2 separate regions of the Acanthopagrus latus genome follow, and region 2 is linked to region 1. Evidence: chromatin contacts called from public Hi-C data. All regions are on one chromosome and are shown on one strand. The core of a region is the stretch at or near the end of the contact, and the rest is flanking DNA. Distances in the headings are between cores, read along the strand shown.

Region 1 (3,653 bases), core at 685-3,184:
ACATTTCAGCGAACCAGCCTTATTATCATATTGGGTGTAATTGAATTAACTGAGCAGTTTAAACTGGGGGGTACATTTCTCGCAGTCAAATAAGCACAATCAACACTAAAGTGCTTCTGACGCCTCATATTGAGTTTTTACCCAGCAAGCGGGCTCCCCGGTGCTGTCGGCCTCTTCATGTGCCCCGTGTTATTTTTTTGTGTGGGAGACACGAAATGCACTGAGCGAAGTTTTGGCTTGTTTTTTTTTTGTGTGTCGACCTGCAGAGATCTGAGTCCTGCTTGATGTCTTGCCGGGGATAGACTGATGTAAAACAGGGGATCCATTTAATGAAACCCCTCGGCTGGATGAAGTGAATGAAAAGGGCTCATGTGAACAGTCAAAAGTACATCGCAGCTCTTTCAAATGCAGCGCAATCTGTACAGATGTTGCAGGAAAAACGAAATTTGATCAACGAGCACTGTGTGGGCTTCTCACAACGTAATACTCATTTTCGGTGAAATTGCACTTTTTCAACATCCAGTCGTGCTCGATGAAAACGCAACATGTTTTTTCCAATATTGCTGACTCAGCTTGGATCGGGCAATGGCCACTAATGAGGTCGGGCACGGGAGGTCCTCCTGTTTGTTGATTCACATCTGCTTTTTCTTGATCATTCACAGCAGCTTCAATGAGGGTGAAAAGGGTATTGATTGTCATGTTTATCACATCTACATTAGCAGCTGATGGTGACCGAGCCCCGTGTGCTTCAGTTTTAAAACCCTTCGGTTATACGCCACGCTCGGCTCTTATGATTCCATTACAGAGGCAGTCTTCACTCTGTGGCATTGACTAATGGATAGCCTTTGCTGCTCTGCAAAGTGTAGGCTGCTGTATGATGTGCTTCAGCAGGCCCAGAAATGAGAAAGGTAGAGAACTCACAAAGGAGGGCCGTGTGAAATCCGACTCGATGAGCCCCAGTTACAGCCCTGCAGGCTGGATCTGAGAGCATTTGGATGCTGCCTCTGTGCCACAAATTGGTCCTGTGTTGTTTGTGTTATTTGATACCAGCGGAGAGCTGCAATCTCGCGAGCGGCGTCTTTTGATTCATCTCCGTGCCAGCACACCTGCTGAAGGCTGTGAATTCTCAGCTCAAGGCTCGGCTGAGTGAAGCTCAATCCGGAGCTCCTCTGCGAGAGCATGGATCTACGAGCGACATTTGTTCTTGTCCACTAAGAAATTGTAATAATAGGAAAGCAACTCAGCAGCGCAACAGTTGACTTGCCCTCTCACACCCGTTCTAATAGGGGGAAAGAGCCAGCCTGACAACAGTGAATACCCTATTACTTACTCTTTATTTGTACAACATTGCCCCCTAAAGTTTTTCTCTGGTGCGTCTCCCCAGGGCCCCTCGGGGGCTGTGTCAGAGGACAGCGCAGAGTCGCAATATAGTGCAGTAATTTACCACTACATGCTCCCAGCCAATTGACCATGGGTGCACCTCACCTGTATTACTCTGTCATAGTCACTTTGAGGAAAAACACAGGGGAGCCATAGCTACACACACACACACACACACACACACACACACACACACACACACACACACACACAAACAGTGAGAGAGAGAGAGAGAGAGAGCATTTTAAAACCAAAGGAAGATATGCAGATTCCAGACAAAGGGCAAATGTCAGAGGATGAGAATTACAGCGCGAGGGGGACACAGATGATGTGAAATTATTAATTAATAATTTGTCACCCCACCACCACACTAATAACTGGTACAGTACATTGTTGCAGTACTTAACCGGTGAATGAATGATCCGTGTTAGCGATTAGATATGTCTGAAGATTAAATAAATCCAGTCCTAAACTGATTGTTAATGTATAGGGCTGGTATTGTATGGAGGCTGCACTGGCTCCCTGACTGTATTTTGTGAGGCAGGCGCGCCCCCTGCTGGCAGGAAGTCGCCATTATATTTTGACGTTTCCGTCTCCGGCAGACATATTGCTTACAGGAGCAAATTCTGGAAAGCTAGAAGACAGAAAGGATTTCAAATTGGTTTATATCTTCACGACCTGACACACTCAAACCACATAGGACACAATGGGTAAGCTCTTCGGCAAAACGAGAGTACAGATGTGTGTTCAGGTGGTAGATGTTTCGGCGGTGTCATCGGGAATAAGGATTATGAAATCCTCACCCTGTCACTGTTGTTCAGCTAGTTAGCTAACTCATTAGCCAGATAACGATGCTACGTAGTAAGGCAAGATGACTTGCTATTTTACGCCAGTAAACAAGCAACCTTGTCTCGGGGCAGTGCTTCTTCTACTATGCGATGTTGTACAACGTGTGTCAACATAATTCCAGCTCGAGCAAAACAGTGCCATTTGTTAGCCAACTTAGGGAAACTTAGCTAATGGCTAACCACGTTAGCACCGCGGTGTACCGTGGTTTGTTGGGTGGGAAGGCACAGGTATAGTCTATGTCTAAAGTTAGAATTAGTGTCATATCAGTGTTTTTATATCAGTATATTGACTTGTTTATCGGTTATTGCGAATGAATATTCGCTAGTCTCTCTTGCTCAGGTGTCTCTTTAAGCGACAGATGATTATAATTTAACGTTAGCAAACCGTTGGGGTTCAAATGCAACGCTAGTGTTGCTCAGTGGAGATTTCAAAGGTTTTGCTCTGTTTGGTGTGTATGACGTTTGTAACTTGACACGAGGTTTCCGACGACTCTCAGAAATTTAAGTCATCGCTTGTAAAATGACATAATAAGCCATATAGTCATGCACAGATTTGTGCGCAGTGGCTAGCGCTAACGGTAGTTTTGCTATGCTAGCTCTGTGAGTCAATATTCTACTTCAATCCGATCGAACTACACTGTAGTATTAATATAATTTTAAATTAATCGTTTTGATATAATATTTTTTTAGGGCGGGGGGTGTGAAAATCGACGAGCTAGTAAAGTTCACGAGAAATGAACAGTTGGGTCATGGGACATTTTTGAGAGCTTGCTATCATCAGTGAGTAATAGTTTTGGTATATGTGACGGCGCACTCAGAAATCACCGAGTACATGTGACACCAGGGGTCCCCATGTTTTCCAGACTCTTCCCGCAGAGTATTACGCTCGCTTTGTTTGTCTTATGATGGACGTTTCATTTGTAATTTACTGTATCATTACTGGAGGTTACATGTCTATAAATAGGACTGAAAGAGGGGCTGTTGTATGTGTCGAATGGAAATATTACGATCATAAATCAAACCGGTCCAAAGATCTATGGTCATGAAATTGTGTTATTGTAACAGGGGCTACTGTTCCTCCCTCTGTCAGGCTCCATTAGTTGATTTGTTAGGCTGTTGTGCTTCACTTAATCAGACTTAATTAAAGGGTCAGCTTAGTTCACCAGCATTGGCACACACAAGAAATTATACTATAAAGCTATACTGACAGTTTCAGAGTTATTTGCAGAGGCTGTGATGTGTTTGCTATTGAGATATTTTCCACCATTCTACAACAGTTTGCGATCCACGCCTTAATCCAAAACCTTGATGAATAAACTGAATCTATCAACGTGGTTAGATGTCAGGAAGTGTATGTTGGAATGTGATTTTAGTCACCAAGCACTGCCCACTGCCTTTCCTTGCTGTAGGTACGCTGTCCTCTGA
Region 2 (4,091 bases), core at 1,550-4,049, 290 kb before region 1:
AATCTAATGTGTACATGTAGATACTGTAGACTGGGACAACATTTTGTATGGTCATTCATGGTCCCCAGGTAATTACTACCAAAACTGATTACCTTTCCGTCAGCCTCAGCTCTACCTGGTGCTTAATGCTGCTGCTAATGCGCAAACAGGCTAAATTGTGATGGTGAACATGGTAAACCATACACATCACCATTTTAGCATTGTAAATGTGAGCATGTTAGCATGCGCACTTCAGCATTTAGCTCAAAGCACCGCTGTGCCAAAATACAAACTCACAGAGCTGCAAGCCTGGCTGTAGACTCTTGTTTTTCTGCAGTTTGTAAAATGTGCAGAAAACCTGCCATAAGGAGGTGCTAAGAATTTCATTACTCTGACTTTTAGTGGCACTTCAGAGTCCCATGATGCTCTGAAAGCTGTTTCAAGGGCTCCTCTGCCCAAACTCGGATAAAACTCCCAAGGAATGCTGAATCCTGGCCATTTTTTGGAATCTTTGGGGCATGAAAGATAGTCAGGTGCAAAGATCGGGAGTAGCGGCAGCTTATATAAGCCTAACCCCAGTGTTTACCCCCTTCCATCTGCCCCTGTTTACCCCAGACTGTGGCTCTGTATGTTAGGGGACAGGGGAAGTCCACACAAGCAGAAGGCAGGGGCGCGAGCTATCGAATCGGAACTCCTCCACCTGCCAAGAGAAGTAAGTCTTCCTTTTATGAGCCAATTGAAATTCAGCTCACAGGCTATCCATTTCGTCAGTGACAAGAGGAGTCAGGACAACCTTGCAACCCCCGACACTAATAACACTGTAACGGTCAGAGATAGATCAAGCTGAACGCTGATAGTTAGAGTGGGTCTTTGGCCTCCAATAAGTGTTTATTGCAGACAATTTTTGCCTTCATTTGTTTTGAGCAGATGCATTCCTGGGTACAGCTGCGGTCGATCGTAATAGTTTTCACTCCAGCAGCCGACTGACAAATGACCTGCAGTTTTTTTGCTGTTTGTTCAAAGAGCATCCGCCTGCAGATAATGCATGCTCCTGTATACACTTAAAGACCCCAACGCGCATGGAAGGGTCCGCTCTTGCTTTGTATGCATTAGCCCGGCTCTCACCTGTGACCTCTCGTGCTCCACTCAACGGCGCGGCAGGTTCATTACCACAATCCGAATCGTCTGAATCAATCCTTGAGATGCTGCTCCACAGAGTCTCCTCGCTGCGCTTTTCACTTGCCCATAAGTGTTTTGGAATCAATACAAGTGGAGAGGAAAGTGGGGGGTGGTGGGTTAGACAGAGAACAGGCTTCTTCTGATGGACCCAGTTCCAGTTCCTCGTTGTTATGATCAGTGCGGCCACTAAGGGGCAGTAGAGAGCCTGGAATGAAAGTACCATATCTTCTGGGCACCCTGTCTGCACGGAAATTACACTAACAAATTAAACACTGAAGATGTGTCATCATCTATCATTATCATACTTGTATCAATTAATGCACACTTCATATAATGTATTATACTGCAGTGTGTAACAATTCAATACATATTAGATGTGGAATATGGTTCTAATGAGTAGTTTAGTCTTTATAGACAGGTTATATATCTATCTATCTATCTATCTATCTATCTATCTATCTATCTATCTATCTATCTATCTATCTATCTATTTGTCTTAAACGTTCATATATTTTAAAAGGGCACAATGTAGATTTTGGAAAAGAAATTCAAACTCAGAATTTATTACATTATCAGTATTAATTAGGAAATAATACTCAGAAATATTGAACTTATCCATGACTGAACAATAACAAACAAGCTGTTCTCAGAGGAAAAGAGGGCCTTAGAACACTGGGACTAGAAATGTGGAAAATGTCTTCCCCAAAACTACATAGTGCACCTTTAACGTACTGTACAAATATTCCACATCATCTTATTAGCAAACATGAAAACCACAGACAAAAGATACTATTAAAGGGATGAACAGTCTTCAGTCCCTCCCAGTCAAATAAATAAACAAACTGACCTTAAAGGACATCACAGTTCCATACTGTTTAACTTTGTTTATATTTGGCGGACCCTGCCACCTTCCTAGTGCCGAACAGTTGTCTGCTAAATATAAACATAAGTAAAACAGTATGAAATGCGTGAAATTGTGAAAATATAGAAATATAGAAATAGAAATATAGAAATAAAGTGCACCGTTTATAGAGATACTACACTAACTCTTCATTCTTCGACTCATTTAAGCCACAACATAGTCCTTGCTTTCGTGACTGAATGAACTGAATAAACAAACTGACCTTAAAGGACAACATAGTTTAATACTGTTTCACTTTGTTTAAATGTGGTGGACCCTGCCACCTTTCTAGCTTCAAACAGACTTCTGGGGATCTTATTTTCTTCTGAGAACAGCTTGTTTACTCAGTTATGGAAAAAAAGTGCGTGTTTCTGATTACCTCATTAATATGTTCTTAGTCAGATTTTTTTTCTCCCACACTACAAGGTGCACCTTTAATCCACACATCACAGTAAAGATAGAGCTGCCTATAGTAGCCTGCTGACACCAGTTTACCATGCATGGCTGTCAATCAGTGTTTAGCGCTCACTTACACCTTCAGATATATAGGCTGTATATGATTATTGTTGTGATGATTCTGTGAGTTTCCCTCAGGGTGCAGTGAACTTGAACACCTTCTCCTAGGTGTGGACATTTATATCACTTTGTCAGCACACAGCGGTCACACCCAAACCAGCGCTGAAAATGTGATATTGGGATTATCGCTGCTGGGGGGCGGCGCGCATCCACCCAGCACACAGTAGGCGGCGTCAGTCCGGAGAACTACGTCCTTCTGAGCTCACTTCCGCCGGCTTGAGTCGGATCACTATTCTTTACCGTCTCTCACCGCTTTTGTTCTCCCATTTCCAACCAGCCGCCGCTGCTGACGAGACACAGCCAGCAGACCGGGGGAGACCACAGAGACGCAAAGTAGCGGAGCAGCCCGTCGCAGAAACGCCCGGTAGCCACATGCACAGCGTCGTCCGCACGGAGGATACGCGGCACTCCGTAGTTACATAACTGGACTACTTCTTTTTCTATCACTGTTGGGTTTTTTTTCCTCGACGCTTTTTCCATTTTTTGTTGTTGTTGTTGTTGTTGTTGTTGCACCGAAACTGACTCCCGCCTCTCTTAACTCAAAATGGAGAACGACGACAAATACCTCCCACAGCTTCTGGCGGAGAAGGACAGCCTTGACTCGTCGTTCACGCACGCCATGAAACTTTTAAACGCAGGTAAAGAAGTGTCACACGGTGTTGTGTTGTGTATTGCAGAATGCGGGGCGGGGGAGAGGGGATTGAGTGTGAAGCGGGGCAAGCACATCGGCTCGTGAACGCACCTCGGTTAGCGCACACACCTCCACGCTCTCTGCCCGCCATGTGTTTTCGGACGGGACGTTTGCTGCCCCGCTAGAACGCGGCGCTGACACGAAAGTGCGTGTTGGTTGCCCGGTAGTCGTTGCGTGTGAGCGTTTGGCACACGGAAAATGTGCGGGAGTTCGTTATGTTACGGCTAATGACGAGTGTCTGAGATTGTAAATAGCCCACGGCGACCTCGACAGCCCCGGGAGGAGACACACTTTTTAGATGTTGTCCTGAATGATTTCCGCTTCCTCCTGTGCAGCTGCGACGAGTCAAATGTGTCTTTATTTCAACTGTGTGGAATTTGAACTTGAAATGGACTCTCTTCGGACAAACAGTTGCTTGTTTTCGCCGTCCTGTCAGCCCCCCTGTTGGTCTCTCTGTCTGGCAGCCCCGTTGCGCAGCAGCATTTAAATGTGCGCCAGTACCCGTGACGGGGGGTCACCCCGTTGCTCCAGAGCCGAGAGACGGCCTCACGGCGGCGGTGTTACACCCCCGCCGTACCTCGGCTGCTGCTGAAGTGTCCTTGAGCAAGAGGTTGCCGCTTTACCCAGCCGGAGTGGTCAGGAGAAAAGACTGCCCTCCAGCTTTGTCTCCCATTTCTTCACAGCTAGCTCTCATCTTTTTTTCGCTCTTTTTTTGTTAAACACGCAATGCAACTTCTTCAGTGGAGTGAGGCTGTGAAATGATGC

The links. A called contact is a pair of places that touch in the nucleus more often than the background predicts.
Region 2: a Hi-C map of liver shows a contact between it and region 1, with 2.5 times the contacts expected there. The contact joins the promoter of khdrbs1b here to the promoter of kpna6 in region 1. A contact is called at or near these places in 3 of 4 Hi-C or Micro-C datasets (liver and muscle).

What each region holds. Positions count from the first base shown.
Region 1 is chr3:21,811,320-21,814,972 of fAcaLat1.1, reverse strand. kpna6 (importin subunit alpha-7) reads left to right here and starts at 1,934. Exons shown (of 14, transcript XM_037092993.1): 1 at 1,934-2,090. The coding sequence starts at 2,087.
Region 2 is chr3:22,098,233-22,102,323 of fAcaLat1.1, reverse strand. It overlaps khdrbs1b (KH domain-containing, RNA-binding, signal transduction-associated protein 1b), which reads left to right and starts at 2,799. Exons shown (of 11, transcript XR_005074266.1): 1 at 2,799-3,273.